Regions from separate parts of the Mus musculus genome. Here region 1 is linked to region 2. The links are chromatin contacts, called in public ChIA-PET maps. All regions are on one chromosome and are shown on one strand. Each heading gives the region's core, a stretch centred on a gene start, on an enhancer-like site or on the middle of the called end of the contact. The rest is flanking DNA. Distances are from core to core; before and after follow the strand shown.

Region 1 (6,217 bases), core at 3,673-6,172, 640 kb before region 2:
TTTTGGCTTTTTGAGAGAGGGTATCTCTGTGTAGCTCTGGCTATCCTGGAACTCACTCTGTAAAATCAGGCTGGCTTCAAACTCAGAGATCTGACTGCCTCTGCCTCCCTAGTGCTGGGACCAAAGGTGTGCACCACCACCGCCTGGCTTATTTAGACTTATTTTAGGTTGTACCAAAAGGAGAGGGCAGAGTGGATATCAGATAAGGAAGGTTTCCAAGTAGATTGTGTTATTCGGTGCGGAAGTACATTGGTGGTACATTGGTCAATGCCTCTTGGTGTATTGCGGAGGGTGTTCTGTCTTGAGCATCCTAGGAGAATTTTGGGGGACTTAGAGGAAATGGAGCAAACAGCCATCATCGTCACCGTGAGATTCTTACTGTGACCCTAAACCTTCTAATCTACTGTGAAAAGAAAGTCCATTACTTGTCTCACTTTGGAAAGAACATAACAACTTCACAGACAGACAAACAGCAAAGGGTACCCTAGAAACCCACACTGCAGGGGTTCTTCGTGTTAAAGAATAAAACAGGAATCTTTAGGGAAGACACTTTGATTTGTGGCAAGACACACAAGCTATCCCCAGTCTGTGGGTGGATATATTGATTTATCGAGGGAGGTTCTCACAAGCATGTGGTGAATGAACCAGTTGGAACCAGTTTGTGGGAGGGTCATCTTCAAGGCTTCTCTGGGAACACTGGTCTCCCTGGTCTCCCAGGATCTAGATAAATCACCACCATAGCCCACGACAATCACACCCTGGCCCATTTTGTTGAACCCACCTATGGCTGGAAGGTCTTTCCCAAGAAGCCACTGTGTCTAAATCAGCCCTTTTAAACTTAGATGCACCTCCACCCAACTCTAGCTTCCTATTCAAGGTATAGTTTCTTTAGAATCTTTGTGTAAAACCAACTGCAATTCAACGAAGTAAAACATGAGTGGGCTTACTATTTTAAAGAACCATATGTACAAACTTGAACACAAACACAGTAAGATGTTTAGGACGTTTGGTGAGAAGAATGAATTAGCATCTACAAGAGAAGATGCTAATAAGAAGATGTTCTTTTGGGTTGTCTCATTAGGAATCCAAAGTTGGTGCAGGAGGATTGGAACTTTCCCTTTCTGCCTCTGGGGTAGAGCTGAGCTCTTGTGGTAGATTTTGTGGTTTGTAATTTTTCAAAGATAGATCTTGTAGTTTCAAATTCTACATAATTTCCTGTTAAGATTTTTTTTTTTCAGTATTTGGTAGAGAGCAGTCAAGACAAAAATCTTCCTGTAAGAAAAATGAGCCCTTTCCTCCTCTCGACCATGGAGGATGTAATCTAAGAAAGCAAGAAAACACAAAGTTTGTGCACACTCTGCCTTATAGCTGGAAACTTATTTGAAAATCTCACTAGAAGGCAAAAGCTTATAGAAGGCTCAACTCCCAAGTTGCCTTCTCAGAGAATTTTTGGTTGCCAATCAAGAGCCCTGAAAAATTCTCAGGGAAAGAGGATTTTTAGAGCAAGGAAGTTTTGTCTCAAAGCCAGTTTTATTTTTCCAGTCTCGGGGCTGGGTGGCTTCAGGGCAGTCTCTTGGCCTCTCTGAGTTCCAGTTTGCTCCTTTGTGGCGCTTCTCTGTAGAACACCGTCTATCTGAAGGGCTGCTGCCATATCTAGAAATTCCTATGCTGTGTGTGCAGCGCACGGGTGACCGAATGGCAGCTGCCCGTGGGTTCACCAGGCTCTTCCTTCCGTATTTTGGGCAGAGGATCTCACACGCTTCTCTTCTAACTCCCTTCCTCTCCCCAATCCGTCCTCCCTACTCTAACTCCCTTCCTCTCCTAATCCGTCCTCCCTACTCTGCATGAGTTAACCAGTTGGACTGATGAAAGTCAAGACGTCCTTCTGTTTAGTTTTCATGTCTTTTTAAAATTAAAATTTTGGGGGGGGGTGGAGGGAAAGGACCTCACTATTTAGTCCCAGCTGGCCTGGGATTCTCTCTGTAGACCAGGCTGTTCTTGAATGTACAGAAATCTGCCTGCGCCTGCCCTCTGCGATCTGAAATTAAAGGCATGCACCACTGTGCCATGGCTTATTTTTATTGTTTTAATAGAATATCTTTTATGTATTATTTGACAGTTGTATATAGTGGATCTCCCCCACCCCCTACTTATTATAGCCTTTTTATGAGTACATGATATTATGTTGTGTTTCTTACCTGTCTCCTTCCCTCACTGCACGACCCCATCCTCCTGGCCCTCCATTTTGTTTTAAGTGACACATGTCCGTAGGCAGTTATGGTCACCTACGGAGTTCTTCATGATACCCCTTCCCCATAACCTTTCCTCTTTCCCAAAGGAGCCAGAAAACACCTCTTGTGGTTCACAGCTGAATCTCTGTATACAGCTCTCCTGCTTTGGGGTAAAATCAGTTTAAAAAGGGCAGGACTGGAGATGAGCTTCCGAGCAACTGCTAATCTTCCTGTTCGCCACACATCTGGCTTGCCTGGACTACCTTCCACTCACAAAAATTTGCTATTGATGTTCGTGTAATGTTTAGTTCATCTAAAACTAAAAAGACTGGCATTGGTGGCAAACCCCTAAAGGTAAATGGATCTCTGAGTTCGAAGCCCGCCTGGTCTACAGAGTGAGTTCCAAGACAGCCAAGACAAAGAGAAACCCTGTTTCGGAAAACCAACCCTTACCCAAACAAACAAACAAACAAACAAACAAACATCCTAAGAGAAAGGTAAATCAAAAAAGCAGGAGATCCAGGCTACTTTTGATGAATGAACACTGTCTTGTTTCAGGACACGGATGCAAAATCAAGGATAGCAATGGTGTGATGTATTACATTAGTACGCATAAAGGGAGTGCCCCCCACCCCATGCATAGGTGGGGGAGTTCCAGCTGGCTGACTTCTGAGAGGTGTCACTCATAACTAAGCTGCAAGCACTCATGCCTTCCAACTGAGGTTGTTTCCTGTCTGGACCCTTGCAGCAGGTGCCAGTGAGCCTCCCACATCTGAGTCCAGAAGGATCATTCTGCCGACTCCAGTGGGCCTTACAGGCCTGTGTTTTAAAGGGGTCACCATTCAAGTGTCAGGTACTTTATATTATCAATTTCATCCTCACAATAGCCTTACCAGATTGATGTCATTTAGTATCCCCTTTCAGAGGTAAGAAAACGGAGGCTCAGAGAGAGAGAGATAGATTAAAAGTGAAGTTTAAGCACCCTCTTGGAGGCAAGGGGGAGGAGGAATGGGGTGAGGAAATGTGGGAGGAGGACCAGGAGAGGTGGGGGAGGGGCAATGGCTGGCTGGAATGTAAACAAATAAAATAAATTTTTAAAATGTTAAAAAAAAAAAGGTGAAGTTCAAACTCGACCTTGTCCGGTTCTGACGGCCACGCCTCCCCCTTCCCGCCATATGGCGTTAGCTTCCTGCTGTCAGACATCTGTATTTTGCTTCTAAATATCAGGTGAAGACTTAATAGAATTTTTGGCATCTTATTAGTTTTGTTCCATAAATAAAACTTTGCATCATTGAAAACTGGTTCAGACTTTAAATTAAAAAAAAAAAAAAGGTGATGGTGGTTGGGGGAAGACGAGCTGAAGGATGAAACCTCTTTGTTCTCTGGAGCTCAGTGGGAGAGCAAGCCTGCCTTCATCTCCATCCCAATTATCCCAAAGCCCTTATCTGCAGTGTCACAGTTCATAACAATTCATTGTCATGCCAGAGGCACTGTGACATGCTTGATAGAGTCATGGTGCGCTCTGTACACAGAGCAATTAGCAATCATTAGTGACAGGGACAGGAAGTTCCCCGGTGGTATCATTCAAACTCTCATTTAAGTTTAACTTTGTGCATGAATGTACTGTAGCAAATCGGATTTTTTAGTTGGATGGGAGTGGAGGCAGCAGAAGAGAGTGGTGGCATTTCTTTTTATCCATGCAATATATGAGTTCCTCTTCCAACAACGTGCCCGTTCGCTCCCAGACTCGTTTGCATCAAAACCTTTAAAATTTTAACATTAAAAACTGCTGAATCCAACTACAAGTGTGGAATGTCCGTAGACTGGCAAAGCAGACCGGCCATGGTGTGTAGAACGAGCCGGAAGACTCTGATTCTACTGGGCTGCCTTCTAGAAAGCTCTGGGTCTGTATCAGATCCTTGCCCTTTGCAAAGCCTGTGCCTGTCCTACCTGCCAGCAGCTAAGAGGCCTCCGCCTCCTCTTAGACCTGACAAAGAATTATACAAATAACTGGATTTGTAAATGGAGACAGGCAAGGACAAAGCAGCCAGGCTTTTGAGATGCCAGGGGAGAGGGATAGCAGTTGGAAGAATGTAAAACTGACTAAAAGTAGGCCTGTTCATGCTAGTCAAGCTATGTAAACATAGGCTTAGTTGCAGGAGAACCACTTTCTAGAGTCCACAGAGTTGACGTCAATAGCATGGATTTAAAAAAAAAAAAAAGGAAGGCTCTCTAGTTGTTAGAGCCCCTGCAGACAATGGGTGCTTATTAAAACCTGCTCCTCAGTTTATGGGTTGAGAGCATTGCCCAAGCCCAAAGACTCAAGAAGCAGAAACGGGGTACTGCTGTTCTCTTCATGGAAGTCAGTATGAGGTCAGCTAACCATGGGCATCTTGGAGAAAGGTAGGGCTCCCCAAGGTGGTAACCCCTAGGTGAGGGGTCACAACTAATCTACAACCATGGAGGAGCTCGGGCTGCTGGAAGTTAAAGCAACACTACTTCTGGGAGGATGGATGCCTCTCAGATGGAGTGTGGAAGCCTTTTTCGGTGGGAGCGAGGTCAGGTGGGGGAACCTACCTGCTGGGGCATACCGCCCTTTCAGCGGGGACGGCAGAACTTGTACTTCGTTTGCCATAGTGCCTGTGTGCCAGTGCCTTGCCGATGCTCTGAGGCTGAGTGCCAGTTGTAACTGGCTCATCTCACCTCACTAAGGCTTTATAGCTTCAGGGGGCGGGGCCCCTTGAGGGCATTGCTGAGCAACAACCAGGCTCATCATTAAGCTGCCCTGGAACCTGAGTCTCTTTGGCAAGCCTTCTCTTCTTTCGTTAGCCTGGGAAAGCCAGGTAGATGTTTACAGGACAGAGTGAGGTCTGAGGAGAGTGTAGAGAAGATCCAGTCTGGATGAATTCTTTCTTAACGTCAACGATTCTTCTCTCTGGTAAGAGCAGTGTTCCAGTGTGAGGTCCTTGTCACGTCCAGGGGTGTCACAATGGACAAGACAGAGTCTTTGCTTTAAGACATCTATAGTCTTTCTAAGAGACAATACAAGTGAGCACCTTTCCTTTCTAAGGGCTTCCCAGTGTTGAGCACTCATGCTAAGAAAAGAATTGCAGGTGTGGACAGAGACTTCTGTGCAAGTATAGTAATTATGTATTTCTTTTCTTTCTTATATTGTTTTATTTGTTTTAAAACAGGGCTCTTAAGAACTGAGCCACCTTTCCAGTCCTTTTGACTTCATTTCGAGACAGGGTCCTGTTAAGTTTCTCAAGCCAGCCCCAAACTTAGTCTTTTTGTCTCCACCTCCTCAGAGTTAGAATTATATGTACCTGTCATCACATCTACTATAAATATTCACCAAGCAGAGGCTTAGCTAAATTAAGATGTGATCAAGAGAATGCTGTGTAGTGCATATTCCAAATCATGTTTCAACTAATACTCATTGATGCAGAAATATCGGTGGTAATATAGTGAAATGGTAACCAATAGATGCAACTTTTTGCTAAGAACGTATGAGTTAAAGCATATTGCTGTACCTCCAGGGCCAACATTTAGCAGACAGTACTTGGACAAACTGTTCTTCCATCAAAAACTGCCCTTCGACTAGGCGTGACAGTATATGCCTTTAATCCCAGCACTTGGGAGGCAGAGGCAGGTGGATCTCTGTGAGTTCGAGGCCAGTCTGGCCTATGTAGAGAGACCCTGTCTCAAAAACAAACAAAACAAAACAAACAAACAAAACCCCTAAATGTTAATGATGATGTTAGAGCAATAGGAGCTTTTATACATGGTTATGAGAATACAAAAAAAGTAAAATGTTAGAAGTCAATTCAACATACTTAGCACATATTGTGCAACCAATAATCAAATTGCAGGGAATTCTAAGAGAAATAAAAACTTTTATACACAGAACCCTGTGTACAGATGTCTAGAGTACTTCTCTTCAAGAGTGAAAGAAGTTAAACACAACCCCAGAGCCCATTAAATGC
Region 2 (6,263 bases), core at 138-2,637:
GCCAGCTCTGAGGGCCACAAGGAAAAGTGCCCTAGAAAAGTCACAACCAACAATTAGTACTCTTCACTGTTGTTTTCTAGAATATGTCAAATGGCTAAAGAAAATGGTTTATATGTGTGTCTGTGTGTCTGTGTGTGTGTGTGTGTGTGTGTGCGTGCTTGTGTGTGGGTGAGTGTGAGCGTGCACACATTCACTTGTGGAGGCTTGAGGTCAACCTCAGATGTTACTCCTTGGGTGACAACCACAGGAGTCTCTGTGTTTGGTTTGCATGTAAGTATTCAGGTGTGTGTTCATGTTTGTGTGATGTTATTTATATTAGGTTTCTTCTTTTTGTTATTTATTTATTACGTATTTTCCTCAATTACATTTCCAATGCTATCCCAAAAGTCCCCCATACCCCCCCCCCCACTTCCCTACCCACCCATTCCCATTTTTTTTGGCCCTGGCATTCCCCTGTACTGGGGCATATAAAGTTTGCGTGTCCAATGGGCCTCTCTTTCCAGTGATGGCCGACTAGGCCATCTTTTGATACATATGTAGCTAGAGTCAAGAGCTCCGGTATACCGGTTAGTTCATAATGTTGTTCCATCTATAGGGTTGCAGGTCCCTTTAGCTCCTTGGGTACTTTCTCTAGCTCCTCCATTGGGAGCCCCGTGATCCATCCAATAGCTGACTGTGAGCATCCACTTCTGTGTTTGCTAGGCCCTGGCATAGTCTCTCAGGAGACAGCTATATCTGGGTCCTTTCAGCAAAATCTTGCTAGTGTATACAATGGTGTCAGCATTTGGAAGTTGATTTTAGGTTTCTTCTTTTATTTCTCTCTTATTTTTGGAGACAACGTCTCTCACTGAATCCAGAGGTCACCAATTACTCTAGACCCAGCAAGGATCCTCCTGTCCCTCCCACACACATCCTAGCACTAGGATTATGGGTGCAAATGCATGCCGCCATGATGCTCAGCTTTTTTTTTTTTTTTTTTTTTTTTTTTTTTGCATGAGTTCAAGGAAATCAAAACCCAGAGCCTCTTGTTCGCAAAGCAACCACTTTACCAAATCAGCTATCTTCCCAACCACCCCAAAGTCTGACAGTAAACATTTTATAATATTCTTACAATAGAAATTTTAAAAGGCTGCTTTTACAAAAAGAAAAAAGAAAAAAAAACAGAGAGAAACAAAAAAGAGGAAATCAGACATCAGCCTTCCCGGGAGGTGTTTATGAAAGTAAATTTTTATGCTTCTTTTTTGGCCTCAGATGTTAAAGCTGTTTGTTGAGCCTCTTCGCTGATCATTTCCCAGGCTGAAAGAAAACCAAGGTTGACTGCATTGCCGTGGGCAGCTGAATCACTCTAAAAAATCTCTAGTCCTTTTGATGTTTGCCGCCTGCAAAAGTTCTGAGAGTCGTGGGGAGGAAGAAAGGAAATGGAAAGAGGGTTTTAAAGCAGTGTTGAGAAGTCGGGCTTTAAGACTCTTGTTTACTTAAATCGCTTGCTGGAGGGAAAGGGCAGGAATGCACCTGCCAGCAGCTGAGAATCCAGCTTCTGCCTCTGCCTCCGAGTGCATCTGCGTCGTCTACCTGGGGAGAAGGTGCCCACTACAGCCCATTAAGTTAAAGGAAATAAACCCTGGCTGGGGACGGGAATTTTATAGCATACTGGCATATCTTATTAGCCTGGTTTGTGTAAGCTCTGTACTTTAAAGGGCATATCTTTTGTGTATATTTTTCCTTACACCACTATTAATCGCCTTAAAGAATTTTTAAAAACTCAAGTGCATATCAATCATGAAGCTAAACTAAGTCTACCTACAACCCATTCATGAGTTCAAGGCACTGTACCAATTTCCTCATGGTATCAGGGCAGATGTCTTTCCTTGGTCACACGTGGCAAGTGCCAGCCCCTGGGTGGGCTTTTAGACAGATGCTCTGCTACAGTAGCATGCTTGTGGCTGCGACCAAACAGCTTTCACGAAAAAACTTCAGGGAAGAAGGATTTATCTGGGTTACAGCTCAGGGCGGTTTGGTTGCTCATACAGGATAGGCAGAGTAGCAGTGTTGGCTCTTGATTGTGGCAGTGGGAGAGCGAGGCTGCTTGTTCACATCTGAGTGAGTCGGGAAGCGGAGAGAAGGGAATCCTAGCCCTTAGTTCATTCTCCCCTTTGTCCCATGGTATTCAGCCAGGGACTCCAGTCACTGGGATTATGTCACCCCTAATTTGGAAGGATTCTTCCTCCTCAGTTAATCTTCTCGAGAAATATGTTCACATGCATACCCAGAGGCACACCTCGCTAGTACCACAGTCATTTCATAATTTAGTTGAGTTGGGGACTCCAAAAAAAAAAAAAAAAAAAAAAAGTAACCATCCCTCAGGGGTTTTTATGTGCGTTACAGAAAGACAATTGTTGTATATTGGTATACATCGGGATTTCACATGCAAGTATGCAGTAAGTGGATTTCTGTTGCTAGTGAGGTATAGGGACCTGCCTGGGTGGTCTCTTGGCTTTCAGTTCATAATAGGAAAAAATGGTAGTGTCATGGACCCACCCTACTCCTCTCTAGTCCCAGATTTAGTAAATCTGGCAGGTCTGACTTTTAACTTTTCTCATCGTTCACAGAAATCAGATGTGAGGTTTGTTCTCCTTTATTCCCTCATTCTTCCAACTCTTTGTTTTTTGTTTGTTTGTTTGTTTGTTTGTTTGTTTGTTTTGAGGCAGGGTTTCTCTGTATAGCTCTGGCTGTCCTGGAACTCACTCTGTGGACCAGGCTGGCCTTGAGCTCAGAAATCCACCTGCCTCTGACTCCCAAGTGCTGGGATTAAAGGCGTGCACCACCACTGCCTGGCTCTTCCAACTCTTTGAATGGTTAAATATCTCACAAAACCATTCTAGTTTTATAGGTATAATGAGGGGTATATGTTTAATACGATGATAATTTTTTTATCAGTTCCTGTTTGCTGGGGTAGTTGGTGGGATTGCTTTCTATCTTATTCACCATTCATTCTGCCTCTCGTTCAGGGTGTTTATCTTTTATGTCTTACGGACTTTGCTAGCTGCAGGAGGCACTGAGTCACAGCTACTGTATGAAGGAAATGTAATATAGTAATGGAGAAAGACATATAAAACTACAGTGTGTTCCAAAAAGTGGATACATGTCTGTGCCTGTTAGCTTGCTAGAGAACTCCTGCTTGTTTATAAAAGGCAAGTAACAGTCCCTAAACTGGATTCTATTGACAACTTTTCTGTTAACAAATAAATTTGGACAATGAGCTCATTAAAACTTCCTTTTGAACATTTCTTGTATCTGCCACCAAAGTACTGCAAATATGAGCAACTTCTCTATGAAGATACCTTTTATACTTCATGTTAGGTTTCCCAAAACTGACTTGGACACGTATATCACAATCCACATGTTATTATCCTGTGGGATAGTTACACTCCGTGAGTCATACATATGGGAAATGAGCCAGTAGGTGTCACACCCTTGCGACAAAGGGGACCAGGTGGTGTGGACTCTGTCATGGAAAAGCCACAGCACCCTGAAAGCTCAGCACGTTTGTTATATACAGGTAGACAGGGATGTGGGATTGTTGTATACAGCTGAGCAAGGAGATTGGGTTACTAATAGACACAAACAAGGAAACAGGGCTATTATATTTGACTGAACTAGCAGGCAGGTTTATCTGCTCTCAATAAAAGCAATCCGGGATAGAAAGCTATGGCAGATGTTTTCAGCACACACACTCTCAACATGGGCACACAGACCGGGGAAAAGCGATCAGCCCTCCCAGCTTCACTGAGAGGAGGGGAGGTCTTGCCATGGGGCTGAGACATTGGAGTCCTTGACACAGCCATGCCCACATGAAACGATACACATTTCCTTAGGATTTCACTTACTAAAAGGTACCACCTCACAGAGCTAGTATGCTAGTCTGTTATAGACACTTTCCTACAGTCTCTTTTTTCATAAGATGAAATGTTTATTAGTCAGGATTCCCTCAGAATCTGACAGAGGCTGACATAAACTAGCTTAGGTAGAAAGCATGGGTGCCCAGGATTGGGTTTTGTTTCAGAGAGTCAACATGTGCTTTGGGTCCTTCCTGCCTTCCCCCTCCTTTTCCAGCATCTTATTGTTCATGGATATGTGTTCATTGTTCCTCCACAGGGATGCACTGGACTCTAGGAGGGAGAGGAGGCCTGTTTACAAGCAGCTCCAGGTGCAGATCTTTCTAGCATAGTGACCTCAGAGAGAAAATTTTTCTTTTTCAGTATCCATAATAGAAGTTGCAGAGAAAGATTCTCATTGTCTCAGCAGAAGTCACATGCTCACTCAGAGCCAACCACACAGTGGCCATCTCTGTGGAAGTAGTATGCAGCAGGCAGCTGGAACAGTGTGAGAGCTCACATCTTGAACCACAAACAGGAGGTAGAAAATACACTGACAATAGCACAGGTCTTTTGAAACCCCAAAGCCTATCCCCTCCAACCAAGTCCTAGCTCCTAATCCTTCCCAAACAGTTCTACCAACTGGGGACCATGTATTTAAACATATGAACCTATGTGAGACGTCCTCATTCAAATGACCACAATGGCCAACACAACTTAAGGAATAGCTTATTTTGCCTTTTGGTTCTAGAGAGTAAGAGTCCTTTGTGGTGGGGCAGCACGACAGCAAGCAGCAGGCATGTCAGCTAATGGCTAAGAGCTCACACCCTCAGCTGCAAGTACAAAATAGAGAAAACAAATTAGAAATAGGTCCTTACGCTCTCCAAGACTCCCCTCTCCCACCGTGACACTATTCCTCCAGTAAGACTATTCCTTCTAAACCTCCCCAAATAGCCCCACCAACTGGGGACCACATATTCAAATACTGGAGCCTCTGGGAGACAATTCTTAACTACCACAGTAAGTGCTCGAGAGATTCAAAACAACAGATGTCTACCACAGTGCAGTTTAATTATTAACTTCTAGATTTGGCCATAATAGGCAGTTGGCTCTGGCTTTCAATTTCTGTTAGGAGGAGAGGATTAAAAAGTCAACTATTTTAATAGTTAAGTCATTATTTTTAGAAGACATCTCCAACTTGTAAGGTACTTTCTAGCTAATAAATCAAAATAGGAAACCACCTCAGTCATTTCCTTAATTATATAAGAGACTTTCTTGGCCCCAAGATGTCATCTTGCTCAAAGTAATACATTCTGTGAGTGCTTTTCTTAGGCTTTTTATGTAGCTAAAATGACTCTGCTATGAATATTTTAGGCTGAGTTTTTACATTTGTGTTATAAGGTATTATTAGTGCAAACTTAACTGTCTGTCCTTGAGACATAGCGATCTGCAAATTACTGACTGTACAGAATCTTAGCTCTAACCAAGATACATGAGGCTCGCTGCTCCAGGGCTGCAAAGAGGCCCGTAGGGTTTGTATTTAGACTTGTCATGAATCTCTGTTCCTAAGTTTTTACAAGATAGTGTCAGTTGGTTATATCCAACGTCACTGGCTGTCCATAAGTCAGTAGCTCTGCATTTAACTGGCAGTGTAGTGCTGTTGTTCTTGTGGGATTTGCCTGAGAGGAATCCTGAACTTACAACAGAAAGAAAAGATCAAAGGATTTGCAGCTTTGAAGGAGAGGAGAATCCAAGGCTTTCAGTGAGTTGGCTATGTTTCTAAGAGTTTTTTTCTTAATTGCGAAAATAAGAAAATTTATGTTGAAGCCTTGGATGGACAGATGGGAAGGACCTAGAGATCGAGTTTTGGGGGCGCAGCAGAAAGAGGGGACATGTTCCAAGAGAGAAGTGGCCACCAGTATGGGCATTGCCAACAGGTCTGACAGGGAGAGAGGATCTGAAAGAGACCCATGCATGTACAATTTGGAGCCTGTGGTAACATTGCAGAGTGGCTTCCAGAGTGAACAGAGGCCAGGCCTGACTATAGCCAGCATGGAGAAAATGAGGAAGGAACTGACAACAGAGAGTATAGCTTCTTCAATTACAAGGTGGTTCTGTAGAAAGAGTAAGGAAAGGAAGATGGCATCTAACAAGGGGGTCAGCATTAGATACATTCTCATCCACTTGAAGAACTTGTATGGATGGGAGAAGAGCATGATGGGGTAGTTTGAAATGGAGGCTGAAATGAAAGTAAGGAAGAGGGTCGTTTTGGGAGCAGGGTACTAGGGACAAGAATTACGTGTATTGGCTCCTGCCAAGGATGAGAGAAGATGGACCTTGGCAAGGTCATCAGGGCAAGACCTGGGAAAGGAAGACCAGTGGCCTTTT

The links. ChIA-PET counts read pairs in DNA pulled down with a chosen protein or histone mark.
Region 1: an RNA polymerase II ChIA-PET map of memory CD8 T cells shows a contact between it and region 2, with 10 read pairs. The contact joins the promoter of Dapl1 here to the enhancer-like site in region 2. A contact is called at or near these places in 6 of 39 promoter capture datasets (3T3-L1-derived adipocytes, the SN4741 cell line, embryonic stem cells and 3 more), 2 of 115 datasets of contacts at active chromatin or transcription factors (memory CD8 T cells and regulatory T cell precursor) and 1 of 9 other capture datasets (liver).

What each region holds. Positions count from the first base shown.
Region 1 is chr2:59,483,358-59,489,574 of GRCm38.p6, reverse strand. Dapl1 (death associated protein-like 1) reads right to left here and starts at 4,922. Exons shown (of 4, transcript NM_029723.3): 1 at 4,809-4,922. The coding sequence starts at 4,866.
Region 2 is chr2:58,839,870-58,846,132 of GRCm38.p6, reverse strand. All of the region lies in intron 12 of Ccdc148 (coiled-coil domain containing 148), which reads left to right. Among named protein-coding and RNA genes, the nearest start is that of Upp2, 88 kb to the right of the region's middle. Within about 2 kb of position 1,387, at least 24 of the 459 cell types and tissues checked have an H3K27ac peak or open chromatin away from gene starts, as enhancers often do. A contact at or near this core is called in memory CD8 T cells and regulatory T cell precursor, where this site is marked.